Linked DNA regions of Mus musculus: regions 2, 3, 4, 5, 6 and 7 are each linked to region 1. The links are chromatin contacts, called in public HiChIP or PLAC-seq and promoter capture Hi-C maps. All regions are on one chromosome and are shown on one strand. Each heading gives the region's core, a stretch centred on a gene start, on an enhancer-like site or on the middle of the called end of the contact. The rest is flanking DNA. Distances are from core to core; before and after follow the strand shown.

Region 1 (3,368 bases), core at 724-3,223:
CTGGTTTTGTTCTGAAATCCTACTGGCTAGTGTCTAACGTTGCCCGGACACTTCACTCTGCTTGTCTCAGCATGGGTTTTAGGGACACTTATTTTAGAAAACTATCAGATGTGTCCAACCCGTGGCCTCTGGGCCACATGGGATCCAGGATAGCTATGATTATGGCCCAGTATAACTTGCAAACTTACTTAAAATATGAGATTTGTGTATATGTGTGTTTCACAACTTGGTTGCATGGTTTTAGAACTTGAAGCCTGTGAATGAAAATATAAAAAGGTGCCGGGCAGTGGTGGCACATGTCTTTAATCCCAGCACTTGGGAGGCAGAGGCAGGTGGATTTCTGAATTCGAGGACAGCCTGGTCTACAGAATGAGTTCCAGGACAGCCAGGGCTACACAGAGAAACCCTGTCTTGGAAAAAGGAAGAAAGAAAGAAAGAAAGAAAGAAAGAAAGAAAGAAAGAAAGAGGGAGGGAGGGAGGGAGGGAGGGAGGGAGGGAGGGAGAGAGAGAGAGAGAGAGAGAAAGAAAGAGTAGTAGTGAAAGAAAGAATATGTAGTGTAGTAGTGTCAAAAGGCTGGACCTGCCTGCATGGGTTGCTGGCTATAAGCTAAGCTCACAGGCAGTATTCAACACCACAGGACCATGGCGAAGGCAATAGAGCCTGGCAAATCCTGTACGATAAATTGCTAGATTTCCCCAAACATACTCAGCCACAGCTTTGTAAGGACGCACCTTAAAAAAGTTTTGCTTGGCACTGAACCCCATTGGGAGCAAGAAGTAGCCCCTTTCTCATTCTCTCCAATCTCGAGGCCAATTCGGCTGTGTCCTGAGGCTCCTTACCTGCACTGGTAAACCTGGCCCTTCTGGTCCGTCAGAATGAAGTAATGGCCGTTCCAGGCTTGTGGATCCTTGTCCAGGGTCACATGGGTGATGTTTGTGTTGTATAACACATGGAGCCCCAGGCGCCGCGCGAAGTCACCCAGGTAGCGCACCATGTCGCTGGCGTCGGGGAAGTAAGCCTGCGAGTAGTGTCTGAAGAGCAGGTGTGGGTCGTCGCTGAGCAGCGAGTTCCAGTCGTGGCGGAGGTTGAACTCGGCGTTGGCCTTGCCCGTGTGCCGCTTGTTGATGCTGATGAGCTTGCGGTGGCGCGGGTAGCGAGTGAAGAAGCTGCCAGGTGCGGACTCGCGTTCGAATACCTCGTAGTCCCTGCCGGCTCGATGCAGGAAGGCGGCCATCTGCAGGCCCGCAGGACCGGCGCCCAGGACGCAGTAGTCCCGGTGCGGACGGGAACACACTGCCAGGTGCAAGGCTAGGGCCACCAGCAGCCCCGAGGGACCCATCCTGCAGCACAGTAGAGGAGAGGCCTCGCACCTCGTGGCTGGCAGCTGGTGACAGCCGGCTTTCCCGAGGAACGAGAAACCAGGCGCTTGAGCCTCCCAGGGATCTGGAGCGGGGCTAGTACTGAACCCCGGGACCTAGGGGCTCATCTATCCCGTCTCCATCTCTTTCAGGTAGGATCAAGGGCCCACAGGAATTCTGAATCCCCAGCTCATCTCCATAGTCCACTTTCCTAGGGTGTCAGACTCCCTTATTGTCATGGTAATTTCCACCCCAAAGGAGAGGCAGTTTCCCCAATTTCCACTCATTTTGGATGTGCCCTGCATTTTGGGAGGAGGTCTTCCCAGGTGGACCCTTCAGAGGTTCTGGTTGGTCTACCCACCTTTCACCCTGGGGGTGGGGGTACGGGACCCTGAAGGAGGTGTGGCTTCTAAGGCCCCGCCCCAGCCCCCCGGATCACGTGAGGATGCCCCAGCACACCTGCCGCGGTCTCCGCTATCCCGCACTGCTTCTGGCGCGTGCGCGGTCCCCAGGCTGAGCTTCCGACCCGCACGCTGCCGCCACCGGTAGCCCAGCGATGCTCCCACGACAGGCTGCAGTGGAGGGAAGCTACGGCTGACTCGCGCCACAGCGGCCACGCCCCTCCCCACTCCGGGCCAATAGCAGGGGGCGGGTCACGTGTGCCACGCGCAGCACGCCGGGACTGGTGGGGCGGCCGGGGCGCGAGTGGCGCACACGTGCTGTGAGCGCTGTTTCTGAGGGTAGAGGTGCCTTGGGGAACAGCAGGTCCATGATGGGACGCCTGGCCCTTCCTTTTGATTTGTACTAATCCTTGTGCCAGAAGATGAGAGATTTTTGGAGAAAACCTTGCCATTTATATCCCTTTATTACTGTAGAAGACTGAACCTAATTGGCCAGTCAATTTTGTGGGACTGAGGAGAGGCCAAGACAGATGAACCAATTATTGTCTTAGAGTCTTGATCGTTCAGTTGTACGAAGGGTGGCCAAGGGAAGCGATTCCCAGCACTTTGTAACTGACTCGTCAATACAAAGTGACAAGGTTTGCATAAAACAAAGATAAAGCTAAGTGGGTTTTGAGACAGCATAGTGGCTCACTCTTGTATGTCCAGCAATCGTGAGACTGAGACAAGAGGACTGTGTGAAATCCTGCTTCAAACTCCCCAACCCAGAGGCTCAAACTGCAATTCTGTGTAGGAAGGAGGATTTGAATATTCAGGCTAGCTCCCTAGACCAAGTTACTCACCTGGCTAATTAGAATACTGTGTGCCTTTTGGAGGAAAGGATAGCGACCTTCACAAGGCGATGCAGAAGCTGAGGGTTCTTAGGAAAAACATCTGGGAAGGACTTTACCAGCTTTGCGTGACTGTAGCTGCTTCCCATTAAAAAGGAGCCTTGCTCCTGGAAGCCTAATCGGAACCCCGCCCACTTGCAGCTTCCCTCATTTGCCCTTAGAAATTTACGTTTATGATTTTCCTGGTGAAAGAAAGCACACCCGGAATGCTGGTGTTTTCTTTAGAGCCTGCACTAAAGAAATCCGCCCTGGGGGCAGACATAAACTTTAGTTTATTGTCATTGTGGAGACCTCAGCCCACAGGTTTAGTTTGGAGCTATCCTGGGTAGACAAGGTATCTCACCGAAAATAAAGCCGAGCATTTCATAGATACTGTGGAGAGGATGGGCAGGCACCAAAAGGAACTAGAAAGTTGGTCTGCCTTTGGTGATGGAAATGGAATGATCAGGAGCCCCACGCCTGGCTAAGGTGCAGGATTCCCAGCCATTGATCTACAGCCCACAGCGCAGGGCTACAGGAGCTTCTTGTAGGTGGATTGGACCAAGGGATCTGGATTCTGGGCCACTCCTGAAGCCCAAGACATTTGTCACACTATTTTATGTTGTTTGCACTCTACATTAAAATCTCAGTCAGGGCTGCTCCAAGTCTGAGATTCTCAGAAACGCCAAGGTTTCTGCTCAGCATCCTTTGCTGGCCTCTTTAAGTTAGTTCAATTATG
Region 2 (3,312 bases), core at 514-3,013, 980 kb after region 1:
TTTAATGTGTTCATTTATTATATGTGAGTACACTGTTGCTATCTTCAGACATACCAGAAAAGGGCACTAATCTCATTACAGATGGTTGTGAGCCACCATGTGGTTGCTTGGATTTGAACTCAGGATCTCCAGAAGAGTAGTCAGTGCTCTTAACCACTGAGCCATCTCTCCAGCCCCGACCCACACTTTAAAGATAACTTCTTCTCAGCATCCAGCATAGAATCTCCGAGTGGGGGACCCGTGTGGGAGGAATCAGACATTCATGGAGTGCCACACCTACGTGGAAGTGAGGCTCATTATCACAGCCTGCTTCCCACCTCTCTGAGCAGACATATTAGCTTCTGAGGGAGTGGCCAGGAAGCTGGGAAGGGAGACCAAACACCAAAGCTCAGACAATCTAGCTCACATTTGATCACTGGCACAATCCCTGCTCTCCCCCCACCCCGTTTGGCTTTGGTTTTTTGAGACAGGATTTCTCTGTGTAGCCCTGGCTGTCGTGGAACTTACTCTGTAGACCAGGCTGGCCTCGAACTCAGAGATTTCCCTCTGCACCAACTGAGTCTGGGAGAATATTGTGTTATGCACTTCTGACCCGACACACTTGTCCCACCACAGTCACGGCTCTCAGTTTGCTGCACGCAGGAGCAATATTCAGGGTCACCAGAGAATGTTCTAGAAATGGACATTCTGGGGCCCTGCCAAGTGTGTTGAACCCTGAACCCTCAATTTGGATTTCAGCAAGCCTTTAAGTGCATGCCAGAGTTCCAGGGCCACCTCTTTACAGCCTTACAAAGTCACTACAATGATCTCTATTTTATAAATAGGAAAGTGAGACACAAAGAAAAAGGCAATTTGGGGGCTGGAGAGATGACTCCAATGGTTAACAGTGCCTACTTGTCTTATAGAGGACCAAGGTTTGATTCTCAGTACCCACATGACTCACACACCATCTGTAACTCTAAGATTTATTTATTTATTATATGTAAGTCACTGTAGCTGTCTTCAGACACACCAGAAGAGGGAGTCAGATCTCATTAGGGATGGTTGTAAGCCACCATGTGGTTGCTGGGATTTGAACTCAGGACCTTCGGAAGCAGTCGGGTGCTCTTACCTGCTGAGCCATCTCACCAGCCCCCATCTGTAACTCTAGTTGCAGGGGATTTCATACCGTCTTCTGGCCTTGTAGGTCCTCATACAGTAGACCTAAACTCACTTAGGCACAGTATTTTTTTAATCTTACTTATTTATTTATAGACAGGGTCTCTTTATTGTCTAGCTCTGCTCTGGTTGTCCTGGAACTCACTGTGTAGCTTAGGCTGACTTTGATCCACCTGCCTCTGCCTCTCAGGTACTGGGATAAAGATGTATGCCACCTCCCCTAGCCCATAATTTATGATTTAATCTTTTTTTTTTAAAGGGGGGCAATTGCTTTTGAGTCACATACTTTGTAAAGGAATACCAGTGTTTGCATCTAGGCAGTTTCCCTCGCTCAAGGAAATCATGAAAGAGTTGACATCTGAATTCAATTAAGTTCAGTAATTCTTAGCGGTTTATAAATAACTCCAGATTGAGCGCTTGTTCGAGGCAGGTCAGATGATGGAATCGGGGAGCCTAGTTCTCACCGAAGCCATTCTGGGAGGATTGTTCAGAAGACCTGAACCAAAGCTGAGGCAGGACGGGAGGCTCCTTTAAAAGGTGGAGCCAAATCTGCGGAACTGTGGAACAAGGCCACGAAGAGCGCCCTACCGGAAATCTGAAACTGCTACACCCGGAAGTGTTTTAAAGTCAGAAGCGGCCACGCTGCCGGAAGCTTCACTGCAATGGGCCGCAACAAGAAGAAGAAGAAAAGAGATGGAGACGACCGGCGGCCCCGGCTCGTTCTCAACTTTGATGAAGAGAAGCGGCGGTGAGTGGCAGGGTGGAAAGAGACTCCCGTCGGGCTGCCGGGGGAAGCGCGCCAGGCACAGGGCGCGCACGCCCACGCGGAGGGTTCTTCCGGCCCCGCCCCTGGATGTAGCTGGAGCTCGCCTTCCTCTTTCCCCACCTCGGGGGATGGAGTCGCCCGCTCCTCCCTCGCTGTTTACGGCTCTCAGCGCTGCGCCTTGGACCACCGGAGTGCCGCGCCGTCTATTGTCACAGCCCATAGCTGGCTCCCAGTCGTTGTTGACGAAGGACGAGCCGATGGGATGAGAGAGGTTTAGTTCATTGATTCACGCACCAGACTGCGTGCCAGCCAAGCCTGAGACCAGAGGCTGAACTGCTTTTTAGTGTCACCGTAAATAGCACCTTGTGGTCTGATGGCTCTCAACCTGTGGGTCGCGACCCCCTTAAACCCATCGGAAAAGAGATAATATTTACATTACGATCCATAACAGTAGCAAAATACAGTTAAAACCCCTGGTGTAGTGTACCAACGGAAACCGTAATTGCAAAGCCTGGTAGTGCAGACCTATAATCCTAGCCATCCCGGATGCTGAGGCAGGAGGATTGCAAAGTAAAACCCTGTGCGGGAAAGTTCAAGAACGGTATGGGCATTTGGACAATTTGTCCCTGTCTCCAAGACAATATAAACGAATTAATTTATTAGACCATTTGCCTAGCTCGAATAAGGTACTAAGCGTAATTAACTTCCAATACAGCAAACTCAGGAACAGCAGAGATTAGACAGGAAGAAGGAAGCACGAGTCAGGAAGGTGGGGGCACTCCTAGGACCCGCCACACAGGACCCAGGTGGGTTCAGGAGTCAGGTGGCCTTGAGGACTGGTTGTTGGTTGGTTCAGTGAAAGAGTTTTGGGGTCTGGGTGAAGGCATTATTAGAAAGCCTTACTAGAAGTGACTCCTATGAAATAAAGTTTGCCAGTGTGGGAACAGTGACCACCAGCTCTGTGTATTGACCACCTGGCCTTTTGTGTACTTAGCAAGGGGCAGGAAGGCCAGGTGAGCTAGGTGACGTTTGGTTAGTGATGGAGCGCGTACTGAGACTATAGCTTCCAGCATAGGTGTGTGGTAGGTTATACCACCCAGGATTATTATGTAAGTACACTCTGATGGTCCAGCAAGGACTCACAACTCATTTCTCGAAGGTACCTTTGTCATTGAATGACTTGTGACTGCATTGTCTGTGACCTTGGATGAGTATCCTAGTCTCTTCCTCAGAGTCCCCATCTATAAATTAAGGGTTGGCTGTGAGAGGGTAAAATGGGTTGGTGGGTAGGAGAGAGTCAGGCAACTTATGGAGCTCTGTAGAGCCCTGCTTTCCTCCTGGCTCCTCCTGACTCCCCTGGCTTCTCCCCTTCTTCCTTCTTGCAGGGA
Region 3 (3,393 bases), core at 857-3,356, 850 kb after region 1:
CCTCAAGGGACTCCACCAATGAGTTATGAGACAGGTTCGCGACACATTACCTATGCTGTCTCTTCAAACAAGTGGAATCAGATCCCGAGTAACTGCTAGGGACAAGCAGCCTTGTCCACTGACCGCAAAAAACAAAACTCACAAGGTCTAGATATGTATCAAAACTGGCTTGCTTATCACTCTCTATGTAGCCTGGGCTGGCCTTAAACCTGGTCCTGCCTCTGCCTCCTGAGTGGTATTACAGGCGAGTACCACCACCCTGAACTTACATTTCTATTTATTTATTCATTTACTTATCTATCTATCTATCTATCTATCTATCTATCTATTTACTCGGGGGAAGGAAAGCATCTATGCACAACTTTCAGGAGTTGGTTCTCTCCTACTGTGTGGGTCCCGGGGAGTGAACTCAGGTGGCCAGGCTTGCTTCTTTATCCACTAAGCCATCTCATTTATTCTTGAACGTTTACATGAGAAACTAGCCATACCATTCATAAAGATGATTAGAGAGAGAGAGTCATGTTAAGCACATGGACTCTGAACTCTGGGGCCCTGGGTAAACTTCTGCAGTTGGTGCCTCAGTTTCTTCATCTGTCCAATGGGTATAGTGAAAACAGACACCACCACCCCCAGTGCAGTTGGGGTAAGAAAATTCTGCTCTGGTGGCAAGGATGGGGCACCCACTGAGATTGCTCACCAAGGATCATGGAGCAGCGTTGGGCAGGTTCCTGGCCAGTGAGCAGCGTGAAGTGTTCTGGGTAGTAGAATTCCAGGGCTTCCAGGAAGGCCTCGAAGCCCCTCTTGCCCCGGCAGCGTAAAATGTCTATGAGGCGCCCTGAGGGTAAAGGTTGTGACAGGGGTCAGGATGAGGTCTTCCCCCAGTGCCCCTGCTCTCCACCCCGACAATGCTCCAGGGCCTACGTTCCCCAGATTTTTGGGCTGTGACACACACCGGGGCCTGTCCCAACACATCAGGGAGCAAAGCTCAGTCTGCCCTGGCTAGGAACACCAGACCCTCCCCAGAGCACCTGCACTGGAGCAGGTCCCCAGCAACCCCTACACACACACACACACACACACACACACACACACACACACACACACACACACACACACGTTACGCATGCCCGGGGGCATCGGATGCCTGCGTTTCCCAGGCAAAATGCTCTCATTGACTTAAGTTCCCTGATACTTTTAGTCCCTCTGACAGTCCTGGTACAAAGACGCCCAGTGGGAGAGGAGCCTCGGAGAACTGAGCCCGGATTTGAGCTCTTGAGAAAAACTGATTCTTTAAGGGATACACAAATGGGACAGAGAGAACCAGAGAGGTCAAAGAGCACAGTAAAGATCCCACAGGGGTCGCCATCGGCACCGGCAACCACATCCAGCTGTCTGCTCTGGAGCGGGCCTAGGAAGGGAGAGGAAACCCCTGGCGGCGGGCTCACCGGTACGGTTAGCGCGGCACGGGAAACGGTAGGTGCTGAGCACCTCCTCCTCGTCCTGTTCGTCCAGGACGCGGCACTGGCGCAGATACGGCGTGAGCTTGGCCGGATTCAGGGCGCGCGTCAGTCGGTGCCGGACGCCCTCGATCCGCTCCCACAGCGCGTCCTCTTCGGCCTCCGACCCCGAACCCGCCCCAGCCTCCTCGTCAGCCTCGCCCGCGTCCGCCCGGCCCTGCATGGCCGCGTCCTCCGAGCCTGCGGGCGACAAGCACGGTGGGCACGGAGCCGCGGTCACCGCACCTGGGCGTCGCCCGCGGGTCCCGGCGCTGTCGGGCTCCGTCTTCCCGGGATCCCAAGCTGCTCTGCCTGCACCCTCCCGGGTCCCCGAGAGGTCACGCCCGCGTCCTCCCGGGCGTCCCGTCGGCGTCCTTTCACGTCCCCACGCTGCTGTCCCGCCCGTGTCCTCCCCGCACTCACCACGGGCGCTGCAGCTGCCCTGAGCTCCCGGCTCTGTGCTCGGCCGACGGCTCCGGAGGCGCGACGGGGCGGTGCCTTCGGGGTCATTGGCTCCGCCCCCAGCCCGGCGGCCTCCCGGGCCACCCAACATTGCCCGCGACCCGCTGCGCTCCGGTCGTCCTCCCGGCCGCTCTGCGGGCCAGCCGCGCCTCCCCACCCCCCACCCCCGCTTCCTGTTTCCCGCCGGCTCTCCGGGCCAGTCCTGGCGGGGTCCGCACGGCCCTCCCACACCTGCCCGGCCCCCGACGGGGCGGAGCCGCCACGCGCGCGCCCACACCCCGCGCGCCACCGCCAGGGCCACTGCCGCCGCTGCTGCTCACCTTGTCCCCCACCATGAGCACAACACCAGCCTGCACCCTCTACAAGCCCGACTCCCGGTGCAGCTGGCCACCCGGAACCCTGAACGCGACAAGTGTCCGCTCCACTAGCCACACACGCCCTGAAGTCAACAGGTCACACCAACTTAGCGAGCTCTGGGCTCGGACCTCATATACAGAGCCCCATCATTCCCACTTAAACTCGCATGGTAGGTATATTCACTCTGCTGAAAGTCACATAATACATATCTGTCTTTCAGGAAATATCTGCAAAGTGTGGGACAGGGCCTCAGAAGCTAGCAGAACTTTCACACGTGTCCATGTTCTGGGATAATGGCCTTACAAGTGTTGAGCAGGACTTCGACCGGAGACAGACTACTCACGTGCCTCTCCCTCCCACAAACACCCTGTGCCTAGGCACTTGAAAGCCCCGGTCAGCTGTGAGTCTCTCTCTGTGTGTGTCTCAGCTTTGCATTCATTTGCATCCTGTTCCCAGCTAGGCCTCTTATCTGCCGGTGACCTGGACAATTGCCCCTCCACAGTCTCAGTGTTCCCGAACACGCTGCCAAGAGCTCACATCTTTCACCAAGCCCAGGACAGCCTGTGTGGGCAGCAGAGGGGAGGGGTCATGGGCACCTTTCCAAAGAAGGGAGTCAGTCCCTGCAAGTGTCCAGACTGACTGCACTTTCATTCCTGAGTCAAGTTGATGGCACACGGGGACCAGGATGCTTGCATTTCTAAATGGCCGTTCCTGCGGGGTGGGAGGGAGTGTGGTTAAAATCAATTACATTTGAAAAGGCAGCGTCAAAACTCCCTTCTGCCTTGGAGACTAATACTCCCACAATAAGGTCCTGTAGTCACATGCTAGAAGCTCTCTGGGCACTGGAAAGTGCCCTCGGGGTGGCGAGAACAGGGTTAAGAGGACACAGAGGATCTGGAAAGATGTGTAGGTCCCCAAAGCCACCCATACTTTCCGAATTAGATGCATCACTCACCCAAGGAAACAAGGTTGACCACAACCCCTGAACAGCCCCTGCAGTAAAGAAACTAGTTTACCTACATAACCTAGTTCCTTTCCCAGCCTTGAAGAACCACAGACTTTTGCTGACTTGGTTTTG
Region 4 (3,169 bases), core at 479-2,978, 820 kb after region 1:
CAGCTCTGATCTTGAGACCTGGTAGAGAAGGGGCCCAGCTGAGAAGCGGAGAGGGTGTACCTCTGTGCTATGCCCCATAGGCCTCCTGGGTGACTCTGGCCAGCCCTTCCTTTCAGGGCAAGGGCACCATCGCCGTGAGCAAGACGACAGGAAAGCGCCAGGGACCATGTGAGGCTTTACTCCCTGGTACACACAGACGCAGCTTCATAAACAGGAAGGTCTGTGCGGAGGGCCAGCCCTGCTGGCTTCCGTGGAGGAACCACGGTCTCCTCCAGACAAGAAGGGGGGAGGCTGGGGGGGAGGGGTTGGGGGCTACAGGGAGCTCTACCAGGGAAGAACTCATGCCTGTACCGGACATTATGCCAGGAAACGGGGAGGGGGAGGGCATCCTTTTCAGGTACCCCCACCTCTCCCTCACTAAACTACCTCCTCTCCTTGGCCTCCCCACCAAAGGCTCAGTCACTTCCGCTCACAGAGCCAGCAGCCACCATGGGGACATAGTGTGTGTGTGCACAAGTGCATGAGTTCTGCTACCTCCCCTGACGTGGTCCCCAATGCCCCCCATACCCACACCCATCCCTGGCTTTGCTTGATGGGGTCTTGAGTATGGGGAGAGAGACTCTGCTTTCAGGAAACACACTCATTACTCTCATGCCTTCTTATTACTGTATTTAGCATGCCTAGCCCTGTGTATGAGCACAGGTATACACACACACACACACACACACATTCCATATGCCTTGGCAGATCTCCCCTCACCTTGACCTCCAGCCCACACGACCTCACCCACTGCCTCCCATCCCAACCACAGCACAGGAAACGGAGAAGCTAGACAGGGCCCTCACACCCTGGGCAGCACAGCAGGGCAGGAACTGAGAGGAAGCCTCCCTCAAGCAGGCCCCACCTCCATGTCTCTCCAGCATCCACATCACACCCCTGCCTCACACAGCCCCATCCATGCCCAGAGCTGAGGTGCGCAGCTACTCGGTCCTGGTGGGTTTTCACCTTAACACCCACCAGAATCTTCAGGCAAGTTAGGGTCAAGAATCTAGGAGATGAGGGGGACCCAAGAGGAGCCTAGGACAGAGGTGCCACATGGAACCCAACAGAGATAGACCTGTGAGTCTAAGGAGGCCCTGGAGTGTGGCAGTGGGGATGGGGGTGGGCACGGAAGAAGTGGAGAGACCCCAGAAGGAACCACTCCCTGGTGGTCAGCTTTTCCCCAGACCACCAGGAAGACCCCTGGGAGCCCCCCAGCCAGGAGTGCTCTCTCAGACTTCAAGGCAGCCCCCGCCTGTCACCTGTTGCCTGATCCTGGAGACCCACGTGTCTAGTAGCAGGTCCAGGCGGGAGCGATGGAAGGCCCAGGTAGTCTTGACTGCGATGAAGATGTCGCCTAGCTGCAGCTCCAGGGGTCCTGGGTTCCGTTGGTTCAGCCTGAGCGCGCCCTGTATCATCCTCTGGGACAAACTTGAGTGGTATCGTAGAGACAGGAGCCCCACGCACAGGAGGGTAAAGAGGGCTCCCGCCATGCCCCGAAAAAGTCGGCAGTGCATTGGTAGCAGGCCCCCAGACAGTTCAGCCCCCGACTCCCCAATCAGTCTGGGGTGGGAGGCTGGTCAGGAGGGGGCCCTGGTACAGGCAAAAGTCTGGCAGGCATCGGGGGCACACACCAACGGGAAAGGAGGAAGCTGGGTCTCTGGACCCAGAGACTGAGCCACCACCGTCCTGCCAGCCGGCAGAGGCCACCAGCCCGCCACCTGCTCCTCAGCCCTCCCTCCGGGCCACTTAGCTCCTGGCCCCGCCCCTGCCTCAGCCCGAGGGGCGGGGCTAGGCCTGGGAAGCCCCAGAGGCAGCTGCTGGGAGCCACCCACTGGAAGAGGCACAGGGCCCTGCCAGCTGCTGCAGCCACACCAAACCCTCCACGAGGTGGGAAGAAGCCACTCCAGCCTTCCTATGCCTCACAGTCCTTTCTCTGGCTCCTAGAATAGCCAGGATCCTGTCCAGCCAGCCTCAGGTCCTGGCTCATTCTCCCTCCTGCTGGCCCTTCCCATCATCCACCATGCATCAGGCCTACATCTATCACAGGGCCATGCCCACCATAGCATGCTGCCTAGATTCTTGCTTTCTTTGAATCTTTACACAGACATTATTTCTGCCATGAGGCTTTTCCTGCCCATTTTAAACAGCCCTCCTTCCCAGCCCCCAAGCCTAGACCCTTCTAACTTCTTGCTGTATGGTGTATTTTACATATTTATTGTCTTACTTATGATACTACTGAGGCAGGGGGTATTCTCTTTTGTTGACTATCCAGAACCCAGTACGGTACCTGGTACATACTGGGCACTTGATCAATACTTGTTAATTATGTTAATTAAGCACAGGAAAGTGCTTGGTGGCTGTGAATGGATCTAAGCCTGCTAAAGGCTCCTGGAGCACTAGGACAATGAGGTGTCAGCCTCAGCCTGTCCCCTTCACAGCTCACCTCCTCAGAACAGTGCCACCAAGGAAAAGCCTAGGCTTGGGGCTGGGTTCAGATCCCAGCTAGGGCCACAACCTGGCTGTATGGCTGTCGACAAGATACCTCTATCATTTACGAAATGATGGTGAGGGACTCCAAGATGGCTCAGCAGGTGAAGGTGCTTGCCACCAAGCCTGTGGATGGACCTGAGTTCAATTCCCAGGGACATGCCCCCTCCAGCAAGTTGTTCCCTGGCCTTGTGTGTGTTGCCACAGCAAGTTGTGTGCATGCACATCTGACAGGTGTGCATCACCATAGCAAATTCCTTAAAGGGATCTCGGGGCAGGTGAGAGGTGAGAGGGCTCAGCAGAAAAGGCAGCTTGCTGACACGCTGACTGCCTGAGTTTGATTCCCAGGACCCACATGACAAAAAGGGAGAACGGCTCCTGAACCTTATATACACAGTGCACTCTTGCTATTGCATGCGCGCGCGCACACACACACACACACACACACACACACACACAGTGAACATTTTTGTAAGTGAAATTCTAACCTCAAAGCCCAAGGACACCTCTTCCAGTCTGTCTCTCTAGACTGCTCCCCCGGAGGTAACCATGCTCACTCTGGGGGCTGTCTCTTGGGGACAGCCACACACCCACAATTTGCCAGGCTCCTTAAGCCACTCCTGGCCTCCTGGCTTCAAGT
Region 5 (3,112 bases), core at 434-2,933, 960 kb after region 1:
GCCACCTGCAGGTGAAGTTTCCGAAGCCATGAGAAGGGACTGGCCAGCGATGCCTGGGCCTGAGATGAAGTGTTTGAGATTAGCGTTCGCCTAGGTCTTCCTCCCACCCAGGGCCCCGTTTGCACAGCCTCTCAGGATCATGGGTTTCTCTTCTGAGACAGTCTAGCAGTTCCACCCAGTCTGTGTTCTGAAGACCAACACGCCCGTGTGTGTGCGCACACACACATAAACACACAGTTTTCTCGAGAGCAGGGATTGAGCTATCCATGGCCTTCCCTGAGTTGCTCTGTGTAGTCCCAGGCTAACGCTCCTTTCAGCTCTACACCTGAGGGTCTTTTGGGAGTGGGCTGGCAGAAGTGGGTCAGTGCATCTGGAAGCCCAATTTAGTAACCGAGTGGAGGCAGGGGCATGCTGTCTATGGTCTTCTAGGCTAAGAAACCCATTACAAAAGGCACAAAGAACAGAAAATAGTTGGGCCTCAAAGGCACGGTTTTTCTTCGGTCTCTTCCCTTCAGTTGCTCTGGGTTAGACAGCTACAGTTCTGCTTAGAACCAAAATATTGTGACAGTACAGATCCCTGTTCATCCCTGGTCCCCATACTTTGAATTACTGGTTATTCAAAGGCTTGACAGATTAAAAGGTTTCCGTCTACAAAATGGAGACCTAGGCAGTTGGGATCACCCCATCAATAAAATGGGTTACCAATTGGGCCTGGCCATCAAAATAGTGCCTAGTGCCCCCACACACATAAAACATGAAATCAGATCTCTGGGTTCCTGTCTTACAGCCATGTGTTTGATTATCTATTTATTTATTTATTGGGTTTTTTTTTTGTTTTGTTTTTTTGTTTTTTGAGACAGGGTTCTCTGAATACCCTTGGTCCTAGTACTTGCTCTGTAGACTAGGCTGGCTTGGAAATCAGAGCTCTTCCTACCTCTGATTCTGAGTGCTGGGATTAAATGTATGTGTTCGCATCGCCCGGCTAGAACGTTTTAACATTCATCTGTGTGGATGTGTGTGTGGAGGTCAGAAAACAACTGGAAGGAGTATGTTCTCTCCACCGTGAGGTTTCTGAAGAAGGAACTCGGGTCCTCAGCCTTGACAGCAAACTGCCATCATCTGCTGAACCATTCCACTGACCTGTACCTGTGTTTTAAAAATCATTTATCTAAAGCCATCGAACTATAAAGTATACATCTTACTAAACGGAAATTATACAACAACAACAACAAAAAAAAAAAACAAGTTCCCCAGGAGACTCCACAGCACAGTCAGATGACCAGAAGGATCACTGACCAGGTCTAAGAGCCCAGGCCAGCTTGCGAAGTCACGGGTGATGGAGCCCTGGCTCCATCACATCCACATGTTTCTAATGAGCCTCAATGGTTCCGAGGGCAACAAGATGTGGCCCGAAGACAACATCTCTCTCAGCCTCTGTTTTTCTCCTAGCAACCATCTGGCCTACGTTTTTAATTGGCTGGGAAGCGCACGGCGATTCGCTGCAGACCAGGCTGTCTCTTCATTGGTCGCCTCCTTCTAGTGGCGCCCGCGGTCCCGCCCCTTTCTCCGAGCTCCTTCGGGATCGGCCAGCACCTTCGACTAAATTCTAGTCGCTATTGGCTGAAGCCTGTGTTCGTAGCCCCGCCTCCTCCCCGTTCTGCGCGCCAATTGGTGAAGCTGCCCCTTGTCCACGGAGGGAGCGCAGCGCGCGCGTGCGAGCGGCCAGCCGGCTGCATGGCGCGCTGCGAGCGGCTGCGCGGCGCGGCCCTGCGCGACGTGCTGGGCCAGGCGCAGGGAGTCCTGTTCGACTGCGACGGAGTGCTGTGGAACGGCGAACGCATCGTGCCGGGCGCCCCTGAGCTGCTGCAGCGGCTGGCGCGGGCCGGCAAGAACACGCTGTTCGTGAGCAACAACAGCCGGCGCGCGCGGCCCGAGCTGGCGCTGCGCTTCGCCCGCCTGGGCTTCGCGGGGCTGCGCGCCGAGCAGCTCTTCAGCTCCGCGCTGTGTGCCGCGCGCCTCCTGCGCCAGCGGCTGTCCGGGCCGCCCGACGCATCGGGCGCAGTGTTCGTGCTGGGAGGCGAGGGGCTGCGCGCTGAGCTGCGCGCCGCGGGGCTGCGCCTGGCGGGGGACCCCGGCGAGGACCCGCGCGTGCGCGCCGTGCTCGTAGGCTACGACGAGCAGTTTTCCTTCTCCAGGTTGACCGAGGCGTGCGCGCACCTGCGCGACCCCGACTGCCTGCTCGTGGCCACCGATCGCGACCCTTGGCACCCGCTCAGCGACGGAAGCCGGACCCCCGGTGAGCACGGGACTGGGCGCGGGGATGTGTGCTGGGACCTGACGCGCTTTTCGGAATTCCTGCAGCTGCCGCCTGTCGGATAGTGGCCGAGGACCAGTTTGACACACGAGCCACCTTAGGCTCACTGTAGCTCAGGGAATTGCAGGTGGGATACAGATTTGGAACCGGCCTCTTGGGCTTTTGTCATTGGCCCCACCCACTTTGCAGGAGGGTTTGTCGAAGCGGTCTGGAAGGATGATGCCGGTGGAGAGCTGGATCCGCGCATCCAGAATCAGGGTAGTGGGGAAACTAGGGGGTAGTGGAGCTTGACCTTAGGCCAGTGGGGAGACTGGAAGGTAGTGGAGCTTGACCTCAGTTCCAGTTCTGGCCCTGTTTGGTTAACCCTGTGAGTTACATAACCTCGGAACCTGGTTTCCAGTGGGGTTCTTTACCATGTCGGTTATCCCCAGGCTTTTGAACCCAGCCCTCTAGTTTATTAATAGCTTCCTGAAGCTCCTTAATGGTGCCTTCATTTCCTTTCCAGATTAGTTCAAAAATAAGAGTTTTGGCCCATTTCACAGTTAAAGAAATTGGTACTTAAGGGAGGTGAGCTGCCAGGGAACACACAGCATAGAGCAGGGGAACCTGACTTGGCCTTTGGGGACCCCCCATCCATCCATCCACCCATCCAAGAGCAGTCCAGGCTGTTCAGGCCTGTACCTAAACAGAAGCGCTGACCTCTGGCATGAGCCCCAAGAGATGGAGGGATCAGAGACTTACCAGATAGTGATGAATGGCTATAGACAGGTTTGGTTCCTCCAGATGAGACATGGACAT
Region 6 (3,036 bases), core at 468-2,967, 920 kb after region 1:
TCACAGCAACAGGAAAAGAAACTCAGGGATTCACCAGATGCAATGCTTCAGGATGAGACTTCCCAGAGGCAGGGAGGGACACAAACCACAAGCATGCAAAGAAATACACTGTGGGGCAGCTGGAGGTTAGAGCTCAGGTGGTGATGTGTCTGCCTAACATGTTTATATGAAATGCTAGGTACCACAGAAATCGCCAGCTTGGGCTATAAGGACTCTAGATGGAGGCAGAAGTAGCTGGAGATGTCTCTCAGTTGGTAGCGTGTTGCTTAGCTTGCAAGAAGTCCTATTCTCTTGCAGGTGTGGTGATGCACGCAGAAGGTGGAGAAAGAAGGATCAGAGATCAAGTCTATAGTGCGTTCAAGGCCTGCCTAGGCTTACAGGAGACCCTGCCTCTGTCGCTCCACCAAAAGTGCCTGTGAGTAGTGATCTGACTTTAAATCAATTTGGCAAATGCAGTTTGGGTTTTTGTTTTGGGTTTTGTTCTGTGTAGCCCTGGGTCCTGGAACTCGCTCCGTAGACCAGGCTGACTTTGAACTCGGAGATTCACCTGCCTCTTCCTCTCAAGTGCTAGGTGGCGTGCGCCACCACTGCCCGGCCTGCAGTTGGGTTTTATTTCATTAACAATTTTAAAAATAAAGAAAACAAAGCAGGCGGAGCCCATCTTGTTACCCTCTCCCGTATCTTATAGGTTGCAGGAGAGAATTAAACGTCTCACTGAGAGTTGGGTTCAGAAGAAAACCCGACTGAAATGAGGTAACTGGTTCTGCAAGGTGAATACTGATCCCTCCAAGGCCACAGGCATGCGGAACTGGATTCGCCGGTTCCTTGGTCTCAGATGCTCTTTAACTCTTCCTGGCACAGGCTCGCTGGAGAGGGCACAGTAGCCAGTTCCCCCGACGGCCGCCAGAGGCTACAGAGAGCGAACTGGCATTCCTGAGAATTAGCCAAGGCGACCGCAGAGGGTGGAAAAAGCGGGTGAAAGTACCTCACATTTTGCCTCCTCCTAAACCACCTCAAAAAAAGAGCCTGACGTCGTCACCATTCCAGTTTGGGGAAAGATAACCTCTCATTTTGCCACCACCTCTCTGGCTTCCCCATCACCTTGAGAGTGTTACGTGCTTTGAGATACGATATTCCACACTGGCCTTGAACTGATAACCTCCTGCCTCTGTCTGATAAGTGCGGGCGTTATCATCACCTTGTAGGATATATATCTGGCCTTGTCTTTCTCTCCAGGGCTGGGCACCGAATAACCCAAATGCAAGGAGTTTCTAAACTGAATGCAGAATTAAGTACTCGGTGCAAGCACTGACCCCTAATGACCTCAGGCAAACTCATAACCTGGCTCCCGGGTTTGAATGTAGATTCATAGGTTAAGAAAAAAAAAAGACTTAGCCCTTTGCTGGGCGTGGTGGCACACTTCTTTAATGTCTGCACTTGGGAGGCGGAAAAAGGCGGATCTCAGGAATTCCACGCCAGCCTATTCTACAGAGCGAGCTTCAGGACTGCCAGAGCAAGACAGTGAGCCCTTGTCTCAAAGGGGAAAAAACTGCTCAGAACAATGCCTAGGGCTTTAAGAGCTAAACAAACGTTAGCTTAACCTCATCGCGTTGGCGGCGGCCACAGTGCCCAGTTGCCCTTTTAAGGGACTTTGACATCTTCCCACGTAAGCGGAAGTACCCCTGAGGGCTCCGGAAGTGACTTCAGAACCCCTTCAGAAACATGGCTCCGGAGCGTTGTCCCGGAAGCGGTCACGGGTCTCTGCGTGACGCTAACTGAGTTAGAGCGGTCCCGCGGGGTTTCTATGGTGCCGCCCGCCACCCCCAGGCTCTCCTCTTCCTCTCCCGCCCGAGCGCCCGGAGCTGCGAGGCCGCCGACCAGCCCCACCGGCGACTCCGCCAGCCGCCAGGGGGAGGGGCGCCGACGAGGCGACGCTCTAGGCGGCTCCACCCGCGTCTCGATGGTGCCCGGCGTCCCGGTGCCGCGTTCCTACTCCGCGGGGTGGACGCGGCCCCTTTAACCGGCCGAGGGCGGAGCCGAGGAGTTCCCGCGAGAGCGGCCGGGGGGCGGGGGGCGGCGCCGAGGCCGGGGGCCCGTGGCGGATGGAGCCCGCGATGGAGCCGGAGACTCTGGAGGCACGAATCAGTGAGTGTCCGGGAGGGGCGCGAGCCGGACCGGAACCGGAACCGGGGGCGCGAGGCTGGCCCCTCTCTCTCTCCCGGCGGGGCGGGGTCCGCGCGCCCCCTCCTCACGCCCCGCCCCCCGACCCGGAGGGGCGGCGCCCCAGTCTGTCGCTCCGCTCGGACCCTGGCAGCTGCGCGCAGCCTGGCCGGGAGCGGGCGCCGCCCACCCACCCCGGTGACCCGGTGGCGCAGAGTTATCCCGGACCCCCGAAGGCCCTGCCTGTTGCACCAAAGCGCAGACCCTCGAGTCTTCCCCTAGAGGGATCCCCCCACTTCCTCAGGGCCTGAGTCTTTCAAACCCTGTGCCCGCAGCTCTTCTTAGATCTGCTCGGTCCCCCAGCCCAGGAAAGGGGGGACCCCTGGCCCATCTGATCCAGCTCTGTCCGCGCCTGGAGAAACTCCCAGTGCTTGAAAGGGTCCCGTCTAAGACTCCATAAGGAAATCAAGTTCTCTGTCGTTATACCCAAGCCCAGCCTTGCTTTGCGTCCCAGATTGCTTTCCTAGCCCCTGCTGAGCCTCCTCCCCAGGCCTCTGTCCTTGTTTCCTGTCTCCTTCGAAACAGCTTCCTCCAACTCTGGCTTCCAAGCCCCATCCTCTGTTCTCCCTGTCCCACACTGCTTGTTGAAGATCCTTGGCCTTGCCAACCCCATTCCTGAACTCTGCCCCTGGGAGCTGCAGGTTGGCTCTTCTGGTCCATTTAGTGACAGGTCTGTCCCAAGGCCTTTCAGGGATGTGACCCAGAGAAGCCTTCCGGTCTATCCTCAAGCTCAACCTCCTGGTCTGAGATATAGCAAGGATCTGTGCAGGGTGGTGTGGGCCGACATGGTCAGCATCTTTGAAGCCAGCCTCGAAG
Region 7 (3,305 bases), core at 279-2,778, 760 kb after region 1:
GTTCAACACCTGTATCTCTCAACAAGGAGCCAGCTGCAGGGTAAGAAGAGTCCAGAGCCCTGGGAAGTACCCTTAAGTACCACATGTATCCAGATCTGGCTGAGATTCTGAGCAGTGTCCCCGGCTCATTCTCCTTGGTCATGCCTGACACACCGAGGCCTGGCAGCCTCTATCCTCCTCCACACAATCTCCCCAAGTACGCAGATTCAGAGAGAGAGAGAGAGAGAGAGAGAGGGAGAGAGAGAGAGAGAGAGAGAGAGAGAGAGAGAGACGCACACAGGCACATACAGACACACAGACACATACAAGCTCTCTCCCCTCCAAATATTCCAAGGAAGCCCTGCTGAGCCACAGATTGTGTGTGTGTCTGTGTGGCAATGGGGGTCTATCCTGAGTCAATACACATCCTTTCCACATGCATATACCACCCCACCAGCCAACACACCCACCCTCTACCCCCTCCTAGCCAGTAGCAGTACACACACACACACACACACACACACACACCACTAGGCAATGGTGGGGCTCAGTCAGAGCTGCAGTCTGTCCGTTTATGCTGGTGCTTCTGTCCCACACCAGCCCTGCCGAGGGGAAAAAAATCCAAGTCCTTGCAAGGGTCCCAGCATACCCTAACTCTGGTCCCCCTACTACATTCACAGTGCCCCTGAGAGATAGGGGGCAAGTCGAAAGCCGGTCCCTTCCCCCTGGGCTAGAGATCTAGCCACCCTGTGAAGCCCCCCTTACCAGTGAGATGAATTCCTTGACCCGCCACGACTCAGTGAAAAGCGGGCCGGAGCTCTGGTTCGCCAAAATGGGGGCCAGAGAGGTGCGGCGTGGTACTGGCTAGCAAAACCCTGCTCAAGCTTCTGCATCACCACCGCGAAAATGTTCACCTCGACGCTCGTCCTCCCTGCCCTCCCACCACGCCTCCGCCCAGCCTCTCCCCCACCACCTTGCGCAGGGTGGTCCCTTGGGGGTCTTATGGGGGATCCCCAGACCAAGAAGAACCAAGAAGAGTGGCTCTCCCTGCCTCATCCTCCCCTCCCAGGTCCCTTTCCAAGCCCCACCCCCGCTGGCGGCCAGGGAGCCCTCAGCTCAGCCTGGATTCCCGGGGTCCCCGCCAGCCGCCTGCAGCACTCGGATCCGGAGGAATCCACTCACCTCCAGTCCTGACTGGGATCCGAGCGGGATGCCACCACCTCCCGGCAGCGGCTGCTGCGGGGCCTGCGCCGGAGAGCGAGCGTGAGCGCGGGTGCGAGTGTGCGCGGCGGCCGGCCGTGGCTCTGTGCGTGTCGTGTGTCTGTGGCGTGGCCCGGGCGTGTGTGTCTGTGAGCGTGCGTGTGCGCGCAGACACTGCCACCCCCGCCTCCCGCCGCGTAGGGCTGCTGCCCGCAGAGGGCCCGGGTGCTGGGCGGAGGACCTCAGGGGCTGGCGATCACTGCGTCTGTCGGTCCGTCCGGCTCTGTAGCCAGATCCCTTCACAGGCCTCTCTCCGCTGCAGACCCTCCCGCCCCTCCGCCGTCTGCTTCCACGGCCACAAGCGCGCTCCCAGACACACGCCACGGGGCGGGGGCCGCGCTGGGCTCTGGCGCTACTGCAGCTGCAGCGCCCTGTGAGGTGGCTGCACCGCGGACCGCCAAGCCCCGGGCACCCGCCGAGCGCGCCCCCCGGCCCCGCCCCACCTCGGCCACCTCTCTCCGGGCTATGTCTCAGTTCACCCCACCACCGCCTCCTCCAGCTCATTCAACAGCTGGAGGCAAAGTTGCCCCGGGTGCAGCGCCCTGCTCGAGGACAATCTCATCCCCAACCCCGCTTCCCCCCTTCCCATGCCCGAGCACCCCTTTCCGCCTGCGCCCTGACCCGGTGTTCCGCGTGTAACCACTGGAGAGCACTGCGGTGGAGCTGCTGCGTTCCCATTTTGCAGGCGGGACAGCTGAGGCGGGTGAGCAGAGTGCTTGCCCAAAGTTTATACAGCGAGTCCGAGTCCGTGGAGTCTCCCAATTCTCCCTGCCTCCAAACCAAGGCATTTGGCTACCCCTCGCTGCCTTACCCCATCCCCGGGAGCATATTGGGCTCTGTGGCCACAAAGAGAAACTTCCTAAGGCCTTCCTGGCCACAGCTTAAGCTCCGCTTCAAACACAGACACCACCACCATCACCACCACCACCACCACCTGCAAGGGAGTCTCCCTGCAAGGCAGCGGTAGTTGAGGCTCTGCACCCGAAGCTGGGCACACAAGCAGCTGGTGGGAGTCTGGGCTGATGTCAGGAGTCTCCTCCAGCCGTTGTGACCCGCCAACCCAGACAGTTGAGCTCTGCCGCCGCCAGACTTTGTGCTTCGCAATCACTTTTCCGGGCCGCATTCACCAGAGCCTGTCCTCAGGTGGTGCACAGCGACTCAGCCCGGCTGCTGGAACTCCTAACAGGCCTGGGCTGAGTCTGGACAGATGAATGGGAGCTGATGGGTAGGAGTTGCTCAGCTGAAGGAAGTGGAGAAGGGTATCCCAGACTGCGGGAACGACATGTGCAAAGTCACAGAGGCGGAAAGCATCCTGGTGTACTTAGTACAGAGGGACCCGTGGAGTTGGGTAGCACTAGAGCAGAAAGAAATGCTGTACAAAATCGCCTCGCTCTTGTCATCCGAGGACAGGAAAGTAGCCCAGGATAGGACCAGAAGGGTAGATAAGCGCTGAGACCCAGGCCACCTGTTATGTCACAATTTAGAGAGACTGTGGGGTGTCTCACCTCTAAGCCTCCCGACCTGTACCTTTTTGAGTGGCAGGCGCATTTCTTCCTACCCATCCTTCAGATCTTCTTTGCAGACCCAATGAAACCTTATGCTGCCTCTGTCTACTAACCTAATCCCCTTCCCCGAAGAGGGACCATAAGAACTCAGGGTTCCCTAACCGAGGCTAGGCACCGAGGTGGGTCCAGCTCCAGTAGCACACACCCCACCCCCGCCCCTACCATCCCCCACCCCACCATCTCCCGATCCCACCTCCGCCAAGCTCGCTTCTGTTGAAGAGACGGCTGCCCCTGCGCCCTCTAGCGGATCAAATGCGCGACTGCAGAAAACTCCCTGTGGCTCGCGTGTGCTGAGGTGGGCGCTGGCAGAGGCCTACTAAATCCAGCCCTGGTCCAAGACATTGAGCACTGACTCTGGGAAGCACCAGGCATAGAATTGCAAAGTAACATCTCTGATTCATCTGTATGAGTGTCCCGGTCATCAGCCAGAGTGAGAGTCACACCTTGCCCCACCCCCACCCCCAGCCTCAGTTTCCCGCCTGTAAGAAATGGTTAAGGTCG

Evidence for each region. Promoter capture Hi-C pulls out the DNA fragments that hold promoters and counts their contacts. HiChIP or PLAC-seq counts read pairs in DNA pulled down with a chosen protein or histone mark.
Region 2: a promoter capture Hi-C map of liver shows a contact between it and region 1, with 4 times the contacts expected there. The contact joins the promoter of Nol12 here to the promoter of Foxred2 in region 1. A contact is called at or near these places in 1 of 39 promoter capture datasets (liver) and 1 of 115 datasets of contacts at active chromatin or transcription factors (pancreatic cancer cells).
Region 3: an HNF4G HiChIP or PLAC-seq map of pancreatic cancer cells shows a contact between it and region 1. The contact joins the promoter of Card10 here to the promoter of Foxred2 in region 1. A contact is called at or near these places in 1 of 39 promoter capture datasets (liver), 1 of 115 datasets of contacts at active chromatin or transcription factors (pancreatic cancer cells) and 1 of 9 other capture datasets (embryonic stem cells).
Region 4: a contact with region 1 is called in a promoter capture Hi-C map of embryonic stem cells, with 4 times the contacts expected there. The contact joins the promoter of Mfng here to the promoter of Foxred2 in region 1. A contact is called at or near these places in 5 of 39 promoter capture datasets (3T3-L1-derived adipocytes, embryonic stem cells, hippocampal neurons and 2 more), 1 of 484 Hi-C or Micro-C datasets (embryonic stem cells) and 2 of 115 datasets of contacts at active chromatin or transcription factors (large pre-B cells and pancreatic cancer cells).
Region 5: a promoter capture Hi-C map of liver shows a contact between it and region 1, with 4 times the contacts expected there. The contact joins the promoter of Pdxp here to the promoter of Foxred2 in region 1. A contact is called at or near these places in 2 of 39 promoter capture datasets (hippocampal neurons and liver), 2 of 115 datasets of contacts at active chromatin or transcription factors (microglia and pancreatic cancer cells) and 1 of 9 other capture datasets (pancreatic islet).
Region 6: a contact with region 1 is called in a promoter capture Hi-C map of liver, with 6 times the contacts expected there. The contact joins the promoter of Gga1 here to the promoter of Foxred2 in region 1. A contact is called at or near these places in 2 of 39 promoter capture datasets (hippocampal neurons and liver), 2 of 115 datasets of contacts at active chromatin or transcription factors (forebrain and pancreatic cancer cells) and 1 of 9 other capture datasets (adipose tissue).
Region 7: a contact with region 1 is called in a FOXA1 HiChIP or PLAC-seq map of pancreatic cancer cells. The contact joins the promoter of Elfn2 here to the promoter of Foxred2 in region 1. A contact is called at or near these places in 2 of 39 promoter capture datasets (liver and pre-B cells) and 2 of 115 datasets of contacts at active chromatin or transcription factors (forebrain and pancreatic cancer cells).

The regions. Positions count from the first base shown.
Region 1 is chr15:77,954,749-77,958,116 of GRCm38.p6, forward strand. Foxred2 (FAD-dependent oxidoreductase domain containing 2) reads right to left here and starts at 1,974. Exons shown (of 9, transcript NM_001017983.2): 1 at 1,819-1,974; 2 at 841-1,341. The coding sequence starts at 1,340.
Region 2 is chr15:78,933,170-78,936,481 of GRCm38.p6, forward strand. It overlaps Nol12 (nucleolar protein 12), which reads left to right and starts at 1,764. Exons shown (of 6, transcript NM_133800.3): 1 at 1,764-1,906; 2 at 3,310-3,312. The coding sequence starts at 1,821.
Region 3 is chr15:78,800,936-78,804,328 of GRCm38.p6, forward strand. Card10 (caspase recruitment domain family, member 10) reads right to left here and starts at 2,107. Exons shown (of 21, transcript NM_130859.2): 1 at 1,920-2,107; 2 at 1,446-1,697; 3 at 698-835. The coding sequence starts at 2,049.
Region 4 is chr15:78,771,717-78,774,885 of GRCm38.p6, forward strand. It overlaps Mfng (MFNG O-fucosylpeptide 3-beta-N-acetylglucosaminyltransferase), which reads right to left and starts at 1,729. Exons shown (of 8, transcript NM_008595.2): 1 at 1,302-1,729. The coding sequence starts at 1,556.
Region 5 is chr15:78,912,236-78,915,347 of GRCm38.p6, forward strand. It overlaps Pdxp (pyridoxal (pyridoxine, vitamin B6) phosphatase), which reads left to right and starts at 1,684. Exons shown (of 2, transcript NM_020271.3): 1 at 1,684-2,296. The coding sequence starts at 1,735. It overlaps Gm30368 (a long non-coding RNA gene), which reads right to left. Exons shown (of 6, transcript XR_003951546.1): 5 at 3,056-3,112; 6 at 1-59.
Region 6 is chr15:78,875,473-78,878,508 of GRCm38.p6, forward strand. Gga1 (golgi associated, gamma adaptin ear containing, ARF binding protein 1) reads left to right here and starts at 1,718. Exons shown (of 17, transcript NM_145929.2): 1 at 1,718-2,145. The coding sequence starts at 2,103.
Region 7 is chr15:78,717,243-78,720,547 of GRCm38.p6, forward strand. Elfn2 (leucine rich repeat and fibronectin type III, extracellular 2) reads right to left here and starts at 1,529. Exons shown (of 2, transcript NM_001358692.1): 1 at 1,162-1,529.